2 separate regions of the Arabidopsis thaliana genome follow, and region 2 is linked to region 1. A link is a contact called in public HiChIP or PLAC-seq data. All regions are on one chromosome and are shown on one strand. Each heading gives the region's core, a stretch centred on a gene start, on an enhancer-like site or on the middle of the called end of the contact. The rest is flanking DNA. Distances are from core to core; before and after follow the strand shown. Region 1 holds the start of AT5G45840 (Leucine-rich repeat protein kinase family protein). Region 2 holds the start of AT5G45960 (GDSL-like Lipase/Acylhydrolase superfamily protein).

The links. HiChIP or PLAC-seq counts read pairs in DNA pulled down with a chosen protein or histone mark.
Region 2: a contact with region 1 is called in an H3K9ac HiChIP or PLAC-seq map of seedling, with 2.1 times the contacts expected there. The contact joins the promoter of AT5G45960 here to the promoter of AT5G45840 in region 1. A contact is called at or near these places in 11 of 26 Hi-C or Micro-C datasets (flower, leaf, root and 3 more), 2 of 2 datasets of contacts at active chromatin or transcription factors (seedling and shoot) and 2 of 3 other capture datasets (root and seedling).

Annotation. Positions count from the first base shown.
Region 1 is chr5:18,595,388-18,600,509 of TAIR10.1, reverse strand. AT5G45840 (Leucine-rich repeat protein kinase family protein) reads left to right here and starts at 2,687. Exons shown (of 14, transcript NM_001344646.1): 1 at 2,687-2,851; 2 at 3,058-3,388; 3 at 3,478-3,613; 4 at 3,690-3,761; 5 at 3,847-3,990; 6 at 4,078-4,227; 7 at 4,306-4,419; 8 at 4,482-4,531; 9 at 4,622-5,047. The coding sequence starts at 3,289. AT5G45850 (hypothetical protein (DUF688)) reads left to right here. Exons shown (of 2, transcript NM_123953.4): 1 at 1-370; 2 at 471-764. The coding sequence ends at 512.
Region 2 is chr5:18,638,839-18,643,606 of TAIR10.1, reverse strand. AT5G45960 (GDSL-like Lipase/Acylhydrolase superfamily protein) reads left to right here and starts at 3,206. Exons shown (of 5, transcript NM_123964.4): 1 at 3,206-3,582; 2 at 3,669-3,799; 3 at 4,649-4,768. The coding sequence starts at 3,288. RAC2 (RAC-like 2) reads right to left here and starts at 67. Exons shown (of 7, transcript NM_123965.2): 1 at 1-67.

The sequences.
Region 1 (5,122 bases), core at 1,438-3,937:
AGAAACACTCCAGATCCCGAGAAATCATTCGAGGTTGCAACAAACAACCGATCAGAATCAGAGACAAGAGATTAGGTTTCTTGTGGAAGAAGTAAAGAGAAGGAGCAACAGAAACAAAAACAGGTCAGAGAATCTCTCTGTTTCTCAACCTCCATTGCCTAAAACTCCTTCAGAGTCTTGGCTTTGCCGGACACTTCCGAGAAGCTCGACCACCTCCTCCGTCGTCTCTGGTCAATTCGCCGTAGTCGTCTCCGGTCAAGCAGCCCGTTTTAAGAAGAATATGGAGAAAAAGACTGACTCTCAGTCTAAAAAATGGGAGACGATTGTGAAAACATCGTATTCACACCATGATCATGTTCGCTATTCAGAGGTATGTATTAATCGGTCCGAGTTTCAAGAAATCTCTTAAGAATCTTTCTCTTTTTGGTATGTTTGGTTTCAATAAATTTGGATGACGTTCAATTGTGCAGGGGCTTATTGTTGTTCATCCTACTCGTCAACACAAATTCTGAAAACCGGAATCGTTTTTACTCCATACAGAGTTTCCTTTTTTCCGGTACATAAATATCTATTAGTACACATATATGTATTTTGTACATGAGATCATGATGTCGGATAAATTCTGTGTCGGACCGGATCGGGTTAGGTTTGAAATAGCCACATTATTTTCACACAATATCAACATCAATCCGGACAGTTTTAGAAATTGTGTTTGATCCAAACATTTGGTATGAGAAAATTGTATTCGTTTAAATATTTAGAACGAATTCCTTTAAAATTATTTCATGTTAATAAATTTACATCATTATAAATATATAATGTTATTGATATTATGTTAATGTTATTGGATGTCACATCATCATCACAAAAAAATGATATGTGTCTTTCTACATTATTTAAATTAAAAGATTAGAAAATTTAATTGAAAGAAATAAAAAATTTATTTTGTTAAATCCTCTATTAATCTCATTCTTAGCTAATTTTTTACAAACAAACAAAATCATGGTAATGTATCAATCATTACTATTATTATACTCTTCTTGTTTCGTTAAATGTTTCTATATCAATAGTCATTACTCGATAATGCCTAAAAAGGTTAATTGTGTTGTAAGTTAGATGTTTGCTACTTAATCTTTTATTAATTTAATAATTTTCTTTTGAATCTTTTTTATCATTACGTTTTATGAATATGACTTACCATATTGTCTTCTTTCTTTTCATTTATGTGTCTTATGGTAAATTGGTCATATTGACATGCAAATGTTTTCATGTAATGACATTTTAAAATGTTAGACATACTAAAAATATTCAAGACACAAAACTCTCTCTTATATGACTATATGGAAGAAGAAAGATTTAAAATGAGTACTTAAATTACTATCATAATGTAGTTGAAATAGTAGATGAGGAGAGAAAATACATAAAAAAAATTGTTTGTTTAAAATCAAGTTAGACAAGTTTCAAACCACATTATAAGTAAATACGATTGTATCAATGCATCATATATAGTTATTGTATGAATTCATGATAATTAAAAATACTAGGATCTTAGGTATATAAATAATTATATTTAAAAAACATATAATTGATATTTCGAGTTAAAGATGAATCTAATTATAAAAACCATAACTATATAAAATGAATATGACTTTATTATTTACATAATAACACACATAAATTACAACAAAAACCATAAAAATATTTTTTATATAGCAAATTTCAAAACAAAAACCCACAGATAATGTGGGTATTCACCTAATCTGATATGAATTATGAATGATTTAGGCTTCTATTTAGATTAAAGCCCAACTAAGAGTACATCAAATCATATTTTTTAAATAAGCCCAACAAATGCCCACAATTTTCATTTATAAAAAAAAAGAAGTCTAAATCATATATTAGATGAAGCATCAACTAATAACACCAATATAGAAAAAAAAAAAAAATTCATAAACAAATCAATAATTATATGGAAAAACTAATTAAGGTTGACTACACAATTAAAAATTGATTAAAATATAAAGTAGTGGGTGACATGTACTACTACTGTATAGAGCACATGACTCGAAAACTAATAATAATCTCATGTAACCTCCCTCCCTTATTATATTCGCCACGTCACTAAACAGCACCGTTGATCATCACACTAAGTAATATTTAACGGTCGTATATTGGCATCGCAGCTCCAAGTCAACTCTAATTTAGAATTAATGTTAAATATCTTAATTAATTTTTTACTAATCTTTCGCGCCATATATATGTTCACGTTATTTAACAACGGAAGGAATAAAAGACGAAATAATGAACTAATTTCTTGTTTATTTTCTTAGTTTTTTTAATAGTTTAATTTATGCGAATACAAACATTTCTATAATTATGGAAAATCTAAAGGAAGTTAATAGGGTCTTACTCATTGATAGGATATTTTTTTAAAAAAATAAAAAAACAGAGACAGTTTTGTGGGGGAAAAATTGTTAAAAAAGAATTAAAAAATAGGAAAAAAAGATTCGACAAGAGAAAGAGAGAGAGAAGAGGAAGAAAAAGGAAAGAGAGAGGAAGGAGAGAGGAAGGAGAGAGAACCCACCACCCTTTGGCCCTGGAGAGACCAAAGATGGTCGAAGAGAGAAAACTCTGAGATCATCATCTTCATCATCATCATCCTGTAAAAATAAGGGCAAGTTCTACAAGAAATCAGAAAATATCAATCCAATATTTGTTTTTAAACAGAAATTCTATCTTTTTAAAAGTTTTTTTATAATCATTTTCTATTTTCTGGGGATTTTTTTTATATTTAATTTTTCATTTCTCAAACCCTATACCCAATTCTTGGTGAAGAAGTTTCTTCTTTGAGGTAATTATTTTGCAATGTTCTTCATTTATCAAGAGAAAACAAATGTTTTTTTTTGTTTGGTGGGTTCCATGTTTTCTTCATATTGCTTCTTCAAGAGGGTTATTCTTATTCTTTATTTTTTTGGTTTAATTATTATTGGTATACATTTGTTGTTAAAGTTTTGATATATGTTTGTTTGTTTCTTGTTGGCATTTGTTTTTTTCCAGGATTAACAAGAAGAAGAGAATTAACGTACGAGTTGTTGACTCATTAGGACATGAACATTGTTTTTAGGGTTTTATGAGTTTGCAAAACTGGAAACAATGAGAGACCCTGAATGTTCAATCATCAACCTCGTCGTTCTTCTCCTACCAAGGATTCTGTGAAGTTTGTATTTTTATATTCGTTCATTTAGGAAAAAATCTGGCGATTTTGTATAGCATTGGTGTATACCTAAAATGGGTTGTCGATGGAATCCAATTGGGTTCCAATTCTCTTGCTTCATGTTCTTGATCATTACTCTTCAATCTCGTTCTTCGTTGTCCCTCGAATCCGAAGGTGAACAACTTTGAAATCTCTATCATTGTGTTCTTTTGAATGTTTTTGTTTAAAGGGTTTTTGAATTACGTATTATTGAATGTTTGTAGGATTTGTATTGTTGAAATTCCGGGCAAGAGTTGATTCTGATCCTCATGGAACTCTTGCAAATTGGAATGTTTCTGATCATGATCATTTCTGTTCTTGGTTTGGTGTTACGTGTGTCGACAATAAAGTGCAGATGCTGTAAGTAATGTTTTCTTTTGTTGTCTTTGTGATTCTTGTTGCAAGACCTAATGAGTGTATTGGTTTTGTTTTGTAGGAATCTTAGTGGTTGTTCTTTGGGAGGAACTTTAGCTCCGGAGCTTAGTCAATTGAGTGAATTAAGATCTCTGTAAGTTTGTTTCAACTAAAATTTTTGCTCTGTTTCTTGAAAGAATAAGAAAAACTAAAACCAATTCTTGTTTATTTTCTTGTAGAATACTATCCAAGAACAAACTCTCTGGTGACATTCCAAACGAATTTGCGAGTTTCGCGAAATTAGAGTTCTTGGATTTGCGAGATAATAACTTAAACGGAGTAGTTCCACCCGAGCTAAATAAAGTGTTGACACCAGAAAACTTGTGAGTTTTAAAGGCTTGTAGTAGTGCTTTTGATTTAATCCAAAACAATGTGTTGATACAAACTGTTCTGTTTTTTGGTGGATCCAGGTTGCTTTCTGGTAACAAATTTGCGGGTTTTATGACCGTAAAGTTCCTGAGACTTCAATCGCTGTATAAAGTCCAGATGAACAAGAATCGAGAGCTATCTTCGGTTTCCGCTGATGTCCTCGACTGTGTCAATAGAAAACTTGGATACTGGTAATAAAAGTTTTAGTCCTTGGATGGAGAAAACTTTTCTTTGAGTTAACTTGTTTTTAATTTGAATTTTTTTTACAGTGTTTCAAGGAGAAGTTTAATAACAAGAAACAAGGCAAAGGCATTCGTATTGCGGATTAGAGCAACTTCAAGACATTACATGAAAGCATTTTCTTTTATCTCTCAATACTTTTGGTCTGATTTGTATGTTTTAATCCTCATGTGTTACTGATTTTCTATGTTTTATGTATCTACAGGGTGCGAAGAGAATCTCATGGGAAGAATTATGTAGTGAATTATCACCCAAGTAAGGCTAAAAGATTACTACTCCAAGCTCTGCAATTGGAAACACACAAAACTCATAACTGTCAATCTTATACCTTTGTTTTTTATGCAGGTGAGAACGAAACTAGTATCTTCAAAAGACGTGAGTTACTCGAGGAAACAAGCAATTTAGCGGCTATGCCTGCGCCTGATACGCCCAGTCCTTCTCCTGAGATTATAACTATAGTGTTTCCTCGAAGCAGCGGGTCGTTTCCAGCATTAACTAATGCAAAGAAGAGAATACCTCCATTGATCCCTCCTTCTTCTCCTCCTCCTCTACCTACCAACAACACCATCGCTAGTGATCCACCGAGGAAATTCGAAGAAAAATCGAAAGGGTTTAAGGACGTTTGGTTGTATGTTGTGATCGGTGTTGCTGCTTTCGTAGCGATGCTGATAATAGTAGCGGTTATATTCTTCTTCCGGAAAAGAGCTGTGAAGAGTATAGGTCCATGGAAGACTGGTTTGAGTGGACAATTGCAGAAAGCTTTTGTTACTGGTAAAAATATTTGTTAAAACAAACTGATTTTTGCTCTGCTTTTCGGTTTAACATTAATGTGAGAAATGTTTTCAG
Region 2 (4,768 bases), core at 1,957-4,456, 43 kb before region 1:
CTCTGTTACAACTTTCATTGATCATTATTAGTTGCTTATTCGTAAGGGAAGGAAATTTGAAGCAAACATACTGAAACAAATACCAAATTAAAGAACTGGTTTTGTATATCATCATATATAATAAACCGAGTAAACCAAACAACTCCTCACTGAAACAATTGAATTATAATCTTCTTAAATAAATACAAATATTAAAATCATGTATTGAAAATAGTTAAATTTTATTATTACATGTACTCACTAATTTGTATTTCTTTCCAAATTTGATCTGACTTTTCTAACCAGGTCCAAAGCAAAATGATATTTAGCAGAATCGAAACAAATTTTACCAAAAAGCTGAAATATTGTTCACCTTTTGCCTTTCATATATTGGTTTGATATTTTTAGTTTAATTAAATTAATGAGTTAAAATGATTAGGAATTGAGTATTTCTTTAACTTCAAGTGCAAGATCATGCGGTCACCGAAAGTGATGTAGCCGTTTGGTGTTGGTTGTGAGTGGGTTTTTAAGTGTTGGAGAAGGAACTCTCATCTTACTTTCTCTAGTGTTTTTACATTTTCTTATAAAATCTTTTTCTTCAATATTTTATGTTTTGCCTTATTTGATTCATTTTAACAACATTCAATAATGACATGAATTGGCTTACATATTACGATTTTTTTAGTGTGTTCAAAAATACAATTTCCATCTGTCTTCTTCGTCACCTCACAGTTTTTTTGACGTCATCCAACACTTTTGTTTTACGTTATCCAACAATTTTCTTTTAAAGAGTATTATGCATGAAACTCTCATGCAGATATACGATGATTTATAATACTTTCTGAAATATGAATGATCAAACATTCATGGCGAATCCAAAAATACTTTTTTGGGACGTAAATAAAGTTTTTCTTCGAGGGGAATATATAAATAAAGGCAAATTTTTTAACTCAAATACAAATTACACTATTTATCAAAAACTGAATCAATGTATGTCCCCATATATAATGTTGATATTTACTTTCTTTAAAACCTTATTATAACATTTTTTATTATTATTATAATAACGTAGCTACTGTTACCTGAGTTTATAGAAGTACAGTTTGGTGCTTCAAGTAGTATCATACGTAAATCACTTCAAATATAAGTTACCAGTAAATTAGAGGTTATACTGCGTAGAGCAAAAGTTTAGGAGCACTAATGTAGTGAAAGTCTTTCTTTCCTAACAATTGAATTTGTGTGTCTCTTCCTCATTATGCATTTTTTATATAAAATTTTCCATTGATTTAAAATAGAGCATAATATTAATAATATTGTACTGTTCATACATTTTAAAATGGGATAAATGAAAAAATAGTCAATTTTTCAAACATATTTAGAAAACTAGTTATTTTACTATTCACAATTTGCAAAGTAGTCACTTTTCACTGTTTGATTTGTACATTTAAATTTGTACAACACTTTTAGTATACAGATGTAAGTGTACGCTGTGTATATCTATATACATATGTATACTAAAAGTATTGTACAAATCTAAATGTACAAATCAAACAGTGAAAAGTGACTTTTTTATAAATTGTGACTAGTAAAATGACTAATTTTCTAAATATGTTCTGAAAACTGACTAGTTTGCTAATTCAGGTCGATAATAGATAAAAACTTATCAAAATAAGCCCACTAAAAGCCTCAACTTGAACCTAGAAGTATCCAAAGAAGAAGAGCCCAATAAGCCTCAAGTATCTCATCTTGAGATGTAACTTGTAAGAGCAATCATCGACTTCTCCTTGATAGATCAGATTAACAAAAGGAAAATTAGAGTTGAACCATTCACTGAGCTAGCTGATTATAAGATCAGAGTGACGAGACTCTAGCTTGATCTCTCAACAAATCTTTTTTTATCCCTATTACTGGTTCCATTGTATAATCGAATAAAACAGGTTGACAAAAAAAATGCTATATAATAAAATAAACTAAGTAGTTTATCCGCATTATATGTAGAGTGAAATGATTATTATGTATAGTTTTAGTTATATGTATGTTAATGAAAGAAAAAGAAAAAAAGTCGAACGAACAAGGAATCTAACTATTCAAAGGTTTTATTTTGCGTCACAAGAAAAAATAAGATGTATCTTAACACCGTACGTATACTAGTTATGAGCTATCCATGTCACTATTAAATGTGTACCTAATACCTGTAAAAGATTGTTTGCCTGATTCCTTGATGAAATAATCAAATCACTTGATCCATTTTTAGGTATAAAGTCATGTAGTAGCGTTAATATATAGTTAGCTCGAAATAAATTATTTAAACAAAAAAAAAAAGATATATGTAGTCATAAATTTAATGAATACCCACAATATACAGCATCACAACATTTAAAGCATTACCTAAATAATTTGAGATGGAAGTTAATGTTTCCTGCAGATTAATTAGTGTTTGTTTCGTGAAAATCTCGGTTCAATAAAAGAGAATACTACGGATTTGAATGGTAACTTCGTAGAGTTTTAATAAGGAATGTACGGTTTTGACATTAACCAAATTACAAAAACGATATCAATTTTTTTATTATTAAAAACGTTATCCTCAATATTTTTTTACAGCTTTCATGTACCATTGTTTTATACAACTTTGTACTATTTGGTTAAAAATTACCAATAAAAGCTAAAACATTTGTACAACTTTATATCACCAATGGGAGCCTACATCTTCCAAAATTAAATTATACATTTGTACTATGTACTTTGTGTATCATATTTATTAAAAATGTGACTAGTTCATGTTGAGCTTCGATTATTGAATTCGTTTTTCCACCTTTGAAATATGTAAGTATAGAACATATTTTGTGTGTTTGCATATATAATTTTGGGTTCAGATGCATTAGTTTTGGATTTAAATTTTTCTGAAACAAATTAATTTGTACATTTCATGATTGTCGTTAGACATCATTTTTTTTTTAATATGACGGAAGTTATGTTTTTTTATCTATTAATAAAATCTAATAAATTAAAAAGCTATCCTGTTTCATTCTTTCTTAAATAATACTAACGTTAATGTTTTTAATCGGTTCAATTTGGAAAGCACTAATTCTTTCTAGCATAAAAAATCTAATTCCATTTTCTTTGTCGAGTTTTTTTTAATCACTATTACTTCAGCTTTTTTTAATGAACTTTTGATTGAGTTCGATCAATTAAACTGAAATAGACAACCCCTATTAATTATGACTGTATATCTTAGTATATAATGTGCTAATACACTTGAAGGTACCAACCAGACTACTCATTTGTCTCCACTCCAAACTTTCACAACAATGAGAAGTCATCACAGACATTTTTCTTCATATGTTTCCTTCATCCTCTTCCTATTCCTGTTCTTCATCTCCTTCTCATCCTCAACATCAAAACTCGAACCCGCAAAGTCTGAACCTAAAAGAAAACATTCAGTTTCAGCTATTCTCGTGTTCGGAGATTCAACAGTGGATCCGGGCAATAACAACTACATTGACACAGTATTCAAGTGTAATTTTCCGCCCTATGGACTCGATTTCAGAAACAAAACTCCGACCGGTAGATTTTGCAACGGTCGACTCGTCACAGATTTTATCGGTTAGTGTTCATATATACAACTGAAATATATTCACTATATATATTGAACCTAATAACCTAAACATCATATATATATTTATGTACAGCTTCATACATTGGTGTGAAGGAGAATGTGCCACCGTATTTGGACCCAAATCTTGGAATAAATGAGTTAATAAGTGGAGTTAGCTTTGCTTCAGCTGGCTCTGGATATGATCCTCTCACTCCAACCATAACTGTTAGTGTCCGATCTCAATCTCTTTTCTCTGTTTTTAAATTTTTGCATAAACAAGAACGTAGAAAAAACTATATCTATGCATCTGGATCGTTATTTTATTATTACTATAACTATATTACTGCTAATGGGACTTCCAAATATTTATGCTCAAATATTATGATTGTTTCATAATTGGTTTGATTGAAACTTTTTGAAATGATTATTACTAAATTCATTTGCCAACTGGTCTAAGTTACGTTCTTAAGGACAACAAATTGAGGATAATTGGTGTACGCGAATTATCAACATTTTAAAACAAATTATGGAGTACATACTTCTTTCTTTTACCGGCAAGATTACATTTTTCAATATTCCAGGATAATATATAGACGTATGAAGTTATGAATAAACCAATCATTTAATTTTCTGGCTCATAATATTTCAAAAAATAATTGAAATATTATATTTTTAAATCCAAAAGGCATAATAAAACCTCATGTTTATTTATGGTTAGGTTCTAGAATGTGATGTCTAAATCAACTAATAATTGAAGAAATTAAATATAATGACAAAAGACAAAAACTTAATTAATCACTACTACTTGAATGTCGTTCAGTCGTTGACGAGTGAAAACAGATAAAGTATTTTATTTGTTGCAGTTGATAGATTAGTCGCTACTAGGTAATTAACTCTAGTCTCTTAAAAAAAGCGCACATGTTCAAATTATCCAATTATTAAGAAAGAAAAAATATGCTAATTTTAGAACATTTATTGCAAATAACTAAACACAATTTATTCGTATACTTTGTGGAATAAATTTAATTAATTATGTTGTTGGGTGTGTTGTCGCTTTCACTGGGGATGGTACAGAACGTGATAGACATTCCGACTCAGCTAGAGTATTTCAGAGAATACAAGAGAAAATTGGAGGGTAAAATGGGAAAACAAGAAATGGAAAAACACATAGAAGAAGCTATGTTTTGTGTAAGT